Linked DNA regions of Pan troglodytes: region 1 is linked to region 2. Evidence: chromatin contacts called from public HiChIP or PLAC-seq data. All regions are on one chromosome and are shown on one strand. Each heading gives the region's core, a stretch centred on a gene start, on an enhancer-like site or on the middle of the called end of the contact. The rest is flanking DNA. Distances are from core to core; before and after follow the strand shown. Region 1 holds the start of MRPL30 (mitochondrial ribosomal protein L30). Region 2 holds the start of REV1 (REV1 DNA directed polymerase).

Evidence for each region. HiChIP or PLAC-seq counts read pairs in DNA pulled down with a chosen protein or histone mark.
Region 1: a contact with region 2 is called in an H3K4me3 HiChIP or PLAC-seq map of stem cell-derived excitatory neurons, with 4 times the contacts expected there. The contact joins the promoter of MRPL30 here to the promoter of REV1 in region 2. A contact is called at or near these places in 1 of 7 Hi-C or Micro-C datasets (stem cell-derived neural progenitor cells) and 1 of 1 datasets of contacts at active chromatin or transcription factors (stem cell-derived excitatory neurons).

The regions. Positions count from the first base shown.
Region 1 is chr12:23,952,496-23,956,310 of NHGRI_mPanTro3-v2.0_pri, reverse strand. MRPL30 (mitochondrial ribosomal protein L30) reads left to right here and starts at 2,532. Exons shown (of 7, transcript XR_001715950.4): 1 at 2,532-2,678. It overlaps MITD1 (microtubule interacting and trafficking domain containing 1), which reads right to left and starts at 2,491. Exons shown (of 8, transcript XR_001715946.3): 1 at 2,260-2,491.
Region 2 is chr12:23,650,153-23,653,969 of NHGRI_mPanTro3-v2.0_pri, reverse strand. It overlaps REV1 (REV1 DNA directed polymerase), which reads right to left and starts at 1,681. Exons shown (of 20, transcript XM_063789479.1): 1 at 1,488-1,681.

The DNA.
Region 1 (3,815 bases), core at 1,283-3,782, 300 kb before region 2:
ATGAAGGAGGACAGGGAGTGCTGGGATGGGGTTATAATTTTACACTGGAGGTCTGGGAAAGCCTCACAAAGAAGGTGGTATTTGTGTAAAGGCCTGAAATAGGAGAGAGAGTATGCCATGCAAATAAATATCTGTGAGAAAAGAGCACATTCCTGAAAGAGACAAGCCCTGAAATGCAACTCCAATTATGTTACTCCTTTGTAAAAACCTTAAATGGTTTCTCCTTGCCTGTGGAATAAGTTAAAATCTCCTAGTAGTCAAGGCCATCCACAATGTGATCCAAGCCTCTATCTACCTTTAAACTTTACTTCTCACTCTTCCTCTTCAGACACATGCTCAACCAAACTACTTATTTCGTAAGACAGCACAGGAATTTGAAGACTCTTAGATGAATTTCTGACTTCTGAAATTCTTTTTCCTCCAAAGCCCCAATCAAACTCCACCTCTGCCTTTCCACCCTCACATGACCTTTAACTGTTTAAATCCTCATTGCGTTTATCTATAGATATCTCTCTCCTGGCACTTATTCCCTGTATTAGCGCTATTTGCATTTTGGTCTTAACCCATCTATGTGACATCACTGTCTCTGTAACCTCTACGGGATCGGTGAAGCACCCTAGAGCAGAACTGTGATTCTCCTGCTTCAGATTCCTAGCGCAGCCAAAACTTGAGCAGTGTTCCACCTGACCAACACAGTACACCATCTCTCTTTTGGGATTCAGTATACCAGAGTCGTTGGGGCCTTGGGCTCCGACTGTGACTCTACCACCTCCTAGTGGCAGAACTTGAAAGCGAACAATACTTTTTATGCTGTAAAACGAGAATACCATCAACTCCTACTTGATAGGGCAATTGGTACGGATGAAACGAGATCATGCTTTTAATGTTTTCTGCAATGCCTGGCACTCAGCACTGAAACGTGATAGCTATGCTTATTGCTGTTGTCACTGTCATCATTATCATCAAATAATGCCCCAGGCAAGGTAGAGTTTACAGTTAATTTTTCTTTTTTTTGAGACGGAGTCTCGCTCTATTGGCAGACTGGAGTGCAGTGGCGCGATCTCGGCTCACTGCAACCTCCGCCTCCCGGATTCAAGCAATTCTCCTGCCTCAGCCTCCCAAGTAGCTGGGACTACAGGTGCGTGCCACCATGCCCGGCTAATTTTTGTATTTTCAGTAGAGACGGGGTTTCACCATGTTGGCCAGGATGGTCTCGATCTCTTGACCTCATGATCCACCCGCCTTGGCCTCCCAAAGTGCTGGGATTACAGGAGTGAGCCACCGCGCCCGGCCGGTAGAGTTTGTAGTTCTGACCAAAGCACCAAACCATAAAGGGCTCCCCTCTGCTGCCTCAAAGCTTCTGTAACACTTTAATTATAAGAAGCTTAAACTAGAAAGAACAGAGGGAGCTTAGTCCAGACCGGGAGTGTCGGGGGTTGGGGAGCAGGAGCTGATCTTATCAATTTAATACATACATATTGAGTGTCTACTGTGAACCAGGGTTGTGCTGGGTGTTAAGGAATATTTGGGTATTTCTCAACATTGAATAATACGAAAAGTCTCACTTGTTTCCTCCACAACCCTGCGCATTTCTCACACCGAACTTCATCCGTTTAAGAAAAACTTTTCTTCTTCTACCGCTACATAATTTTACTTTGGCTTGCTTTAAATGCAAATGTTTAAACAGAAAATTAAAAATAATCGTATAATAAACACCCTTATTACCCATCACCGAAATTTTTTAAATTAGCATTTTTGCTCAAATAGAGCTTCGATTTTTAAGAAATTTTTGCTTAAGGAAAATTAACTAAAGACATCATAGCATCTCTTTCTAAAACACTTTGGTCTGCATCTCTAAAAATTAAGGAAAGTTTTGGAAAAAAATCATATTGCCTAAGAAAATAATTTTAATGTCCCCCAATCTATATTCAAACTTTTCTAATAGATCCAAAAATGTCTTTTAAAGTTCGTACAAATCCAGGTCCTATCAAAGCTTATATATTACATTGCGTTATATCTTATATCTCTTAAGTCTTTTAAAATCTAGACTAGTAGCCTCCCCACCTTTTCTAGATGACATCAATCTATTAAAGATCTAAAAGAAAGCGGCCCAGTTGTCCTGTAGAATATCCCACCTTCTGTATTTAACTGCTTCTTCGTGGTGTGCAAAAATCATTTTTAACTCATTCACTTCACCCCAGACACAGCAGGAACCAGCTCCTTTTCCTCAGGTCCTCCCCGCCTTGGCTCATTGCTCACCTTTCAGAACCTGCAGGAGCAGATCAATCCCCTCTTGGTAACACACCAGAGCCTGCGGATACCGCGACTCCGAATCTAGTTCTACGGCCCGCTTTAGCACAGTGGCTGCAGCTGTGCTCTGCGGGTCCTGCCTCAGCCCGGACTCCGCCATAATTCTGGAAGTTCTACTCCGCCTCAACCCAGGATGAAGTTGAGCGGGTCTGCTGCGCTTCCGGGAAGTGGTCATGTGATACCCAGGCGCCTGCGCTCTCTTTCTAGGGACTTTCCTGAGTGGGAGGGATTTCGCCGGAACAAAAATGCCTCAGTTTGGAGGTCGCGCTCACTGCGACGGCAGGCTTTGAGTGTAGCACTTAGTAGTTCTTCCTCTGCTCTGCTTCCCTTCGGAGGAAAAGTTCAGGCTGAAGGTTTAGCGGGTGCCGGTGAGTGGGGAGTGAGTGGCGGAGAGTGCGGCATTCTTCGCAAGGTGTATCCGGGAACCCTCTGCAGATCCTAATTGATTTTCCCTATTGCGTTCTGAGTTGGCCGGTTACGGCAACCTAAATGGGTCTGCGCCTGATCCCGTCACATTGGCTCCCGTAAGGCCATTGGCCTGCAGGATCCCCCAGTTTCCCAATTTGCAGGATCCAGGGCCACGCGGCTTTTTGTGCCCAGACTCTTGGAGCTCAAGAACGGAGCCGCCGAGGCTGGACAGCTTGGGAAAGGGAACCCAAGCAACATTTTCTGTGCTGCTGCTTTATTCATAACTTAGGGTTGCCACTGGGTATTAAGGTTGCTTTTTTTTTTAAATGAAGACAGAAAATTGCCTTTATCTTTGTATTGCTTCATTTTATAATGCAAACATCCAAGAGTTGGCAGTTAGAATATTTGCCATTTTATTAAAACTGTGATTTGTTACCATTTTGATCGAGACCTACCAAAAGCTGTTTGTTCTGCCCTTTTTGCCAAGAGGCCGTAATGAGGGCTGCCTACTGCTTGTTAGGCACTAGGAGTTCAGAGAAGAGACAAGCTTCCAGCTTTCAGAGATCTCTGGTATCTCTGCAAGAGTGATTCCATGTTTTGCATTTCAGAAGTGTTTTTCCCCCTTTAATAATTATATACATTGTCGGTTTAGAAAAAGAAATCGATTTTTAACATTCCTGTTGCATGCATGCTTATTGTAAAAAGACAAAAGAACTATCGGTCGGTGGGGGGGAGAAGGGGGAGGAAAAACGCCTTTTTTCATACCCCCAGGGGTATGTTAACGTTTTTCTGACAACCTTCCAGAGTTTTTCTGTGATTACACACGTTCACAGACATTTAAAAAATAGAAATGGGATCATACTTCTCCTGTGATGCCTGATATTTTCCTATTTTACAGAAGACAGCATAATTGTTTCAGGGTCCAGGAGTTACGTGCCTAATTATTAACAGTAACTTTTACTTTATTAAAACGTATTCCTTGCCGGGCGCGGTGGCTCACGCCTGTAATCTCAGCACTTTCGGAGGCCGAGGCGGGAGGATCACGAGGTCAGGAGATCCAGACCATCCTGGCTAACACGGTGAAACCCCGTCTCTAC
Region 2 (3,817 bases), core at 432-2,931:
TACCTGAGACCTCATAGAAATTATTCTAAAAGAGCAATTCCCATCTTTACAAAAAAAAAATTAAATATGTACGGTTTACCGTAAAATAGCGGTTAAGGTTCTACAACAAAAGACAGGAGTTTGGTACAGACTCTACCCTCAAAGGTCCTACACAGTAAGAGAAGACAGGGCTAAAAAGATAAACGCAACACAGGAAAAAGCGCAAATAGCCTAAGAATTGAATGGAAGAGAGCCTTGTATACTGGAGAATGATTCCTGGAAGAGGAACTTTAGGTGAGCTCTTAAGTGTCCAGTACAGGAAGGCAGGGAACAATACGCAGCACTGGTGCCTGCACGGGCAAACCCAAGAATATGTGTGAAAGGTTGGTGGACAGATAGATGGTTCCCACAGGCTGATTTGCTACATACAGAACTCCATAGAAAGAACCAAGGTTATGGTTGGTCCTACCCTGCCTAAACAGGAAATGGCTTATTCTCGGAGACTAAAGTGCCAAGTCCAGAAAGACCAGACAGATACACAGAATTACGGACTGTTACATAAAGTCCTTAATAGTTACAAGCCCTTGTTGTGCTATGTGCTAGTCTGCATTATTTTCACCTAAATGAAACCATTTCTACTTAGTACATGGCGTGAGAAGACGTGGAGATAAAGAGAATTAGCAGACGTATATTATCTGCAATTTATCTTACGGAGGAGTACATTAAGGAGTGTTATGTGAGATTATTTCTTTACAAACTGGGAATAGGTAGGAAGAGCAGCGAAACACAGCGCGGCTCGGTGCGCCCAGAGCGGCGTCACTGTAACAGTACAGAAGTGGGCAAGGGGCTCTCGGAAGGACCGTTGGGGAACGGCGCCCAGCGTATTTAGCGAACGGACAAGCAGCAAGGAAAAACAAGGGAGCAACAACCGCCTTCGGACATTCCGACCGGTTCTGGGATGCACCGGGGACGTCGAAGGCGGGGTGCGGAAAAACGCTGTGGCTGGAGTGCGGGTGGGAGCGGCGGCTCGGCCGGGTCGACATTCTACAAACGCTTGTGGAACGAACGCCCGAACGCGCGCGTGAATGAATGGCGCGGAACTGAATGGCCGGCCGAGGCGCCGGCGCAGGAGGAAGGAGTTTGCGGCGCGGTCTGACCGGGCCGGCGAGATGCGGCCGGGCGCGGAGGGAAGGGCCGCTGCGCCAGGGGTCGGCGCGGGGCGGCCACGGGGCTGGCGGCGGCGCGGGGCCGGCCGCGCCATGACGGAAGGGAAGGGGAGGGGAGGTCACACATTACATAACCCGGCGGCTGCGAGCGCCAGAGGAAGGCGCCGCGGACAGCCCAGGCCGCGACAGGACGGCCGCGGGCCGGGGCGACGCACCCCTCCCCCGCGCCACCTCAGGCCGACCGCGCTCTGGCCGCTGCCGGGCGGGTCTGCGGCGCCTCCGGGCGACGCGTGTCCGATCCCGCCCCTCCCCCACCCCGCCGCCGGCCCGGGGGTCGCTCACCTTACGCGTTGCCCCAGACCACCATGCCCGGGCCCGGCCGCCTTCTCCGGCCTTGCGGACCCCGGCCCCGCCGCCGCCAGTGCCCTCGCCAGGGACCAGGGAGGAGGGCCGGGGGAAGGCAGCCCCACCGCCGAGCAGCGCCGCGGCCCACGCTCCCCCACGCTCGCGGCAACCAACCCCGCGCTCGCTCCGCGGTGGCTCTCCGCCCCTCCCCCTCCGGTTAGCGCGCGCGCCGCAGCCACGCCCCCTAGCGTTCCGCGCGCGCGCTCCCCGGCCCCGCCCACGCCCCCTCCGCGGCCCCGCTCGCGCTCACAGCCGCGCGGCGCACGCGCTCTGCTCCCCCCGGCCCGCGGCGACCCCAGCCTCGGGCGTAGCACCGAGGCGCCCGGCGTCGGCCTCCGTGTTCCTCCCCTCCCCGGCCCCGCCCTCTTGTTCTGCAGCCGCCCGCAAGGGGCAGCGCCTGGGCTGCACGTGACCGTCTCGCTAGCTGGGCGGAGGGGAGCGCAGCGCGGGCCCGCCCCCGCACTGCGCCGCCTGCCCGCCCGTCCTACTCGGGTCACCCCCGCGCTTCGTTGACCGGGTCGCGGCGCTTCGGTTGCCATTCAGACAGCGCGCCGCTCCGTGCACAGCGAGTCCCCGCGCCTGCCCCGCCTTGGGGCTCCCCAGTGGGGAAGGACACAAGTGCAGACACTGACCGGGCTTCAAACCCCGGTACTGTGTGAAGATGCGCCAGATACCCGGGTTCCCTCCTTAAGCAATTGATTTACAGTGACATCTAGTGGAGAAAGGGACACACATGAACTGACATTTTCCTATGTCCGGAGCAACCGGGAACCACGGCCCACTCAGGTTCGCGGGAAGGAGCACTGCGCCACGGCGTTTTCGGGATTCGTGGCCTGCTCCCGCAGGGCACAGACACTATCTTCTGTCCTTTGAGTGCCCGGGCAGCATTGCACCTGAGTATTTGTAAACGGAGGGCCGGTATCCCATCCCATGTACAGCGCTGGAGTTACCCGAGAAAGCAGTTTTCTATGAATATAAAAATAATATCCTATATTATGTATGCGTAAGTACAATTCTAATTGAGGGCTTTCTAGCAGAAAACAATCCGTCCGTAAGGACCACTTTCTCCCTCTTGGCAGGGTCGCTTTGAAGACTCCACATTGTTACATAATAGTCTTTATTGTTGTAATGCACAAACATGAAGATACTTTTTTCCCCCTCATTCCCTTGCCTAAAATGCTTCAGAGTCTGCAGGTACTTAGGAAACAATCAGTATTCTTTTGAAAACTGATTTGCAGAGTTGGAACTTGTTTACTAGCAACACAGAGAATACTCAAATAGCTCATTTCTTTCCCTTTCGGTTTTTGCCATTTTATAGACTTCTATAAATGCACTTCAACTTCAGTATTCTCGTCGCTAATCCAACGAATTTAGATTGCATACTTTTCAAAGACGTCATAATTTAAAACAAATTGCGTAATTGCTTTCTTTTCTTTTCTTTTCTTTTGAGACGGAGTTTTGCTCTTTTGCCCAGGCTGGAGTGCAATGGCGCGATCTCGGCTCACTGCAACCTCCGCCTCCCAGGTTCAAGTGATTCTCCCACCTCAGCCTCCCGAGTAGCTGGGATTACAGGCATGCGCCACCATGCCCGGCTAATTTTTGTATTTTTAGTAGAGAGGGGGTTTCACCATGTTGGCCAGGCTGGTCTGGAACTCCTGACCTCAGGTAATCCACCAGCCTTGGCATCCTAAAGTGCTAGGATTATAGGCGTGAGCCACCGTGCCTGCCCATAATTTTAACAGACTCACAACCAGTTGCCGACTGCAACACCAGGAGGTCATCTGCTGAGATGCTACAGAAAAACAGTGGTAACCCCTTGTTATGGGTGAGTTTTGTTTTGTTTTGTTTTGTTTTGGTGGTTGTTCTTTTGCTTGTTTTAAATGTCTAAATGGCAGCATTCCTGCACGATTGTATTTCAATTTTCTTTTCCACTCTCGTATTCAAACCGAAGATCTTTTGTTTTTCTTCTTTTTGTATTTTTCTCAAGGAAGAAACACAAACCTTGAGCCAACTGACCTTGGCAATACCTTTATAGAATACAGTAAAATGGTATTAACTGCAAACTAGTAGGCAGCCTCTGTAAAGGACGAAAAAAAATCACGTTGCTGTCTACATAAAATAGGATAAAAAGAGAGATGGAGAATACATAAATAAAAATGTATTTATGGACAAATTCTAGCGTCCTTGTGACAGGGTCTTGCTCTGTTGTCCAGGCTGGAGTGCAGTGGCAAGATCATAGCTCAGTGTAACCTCAAACTCCTGGTCCC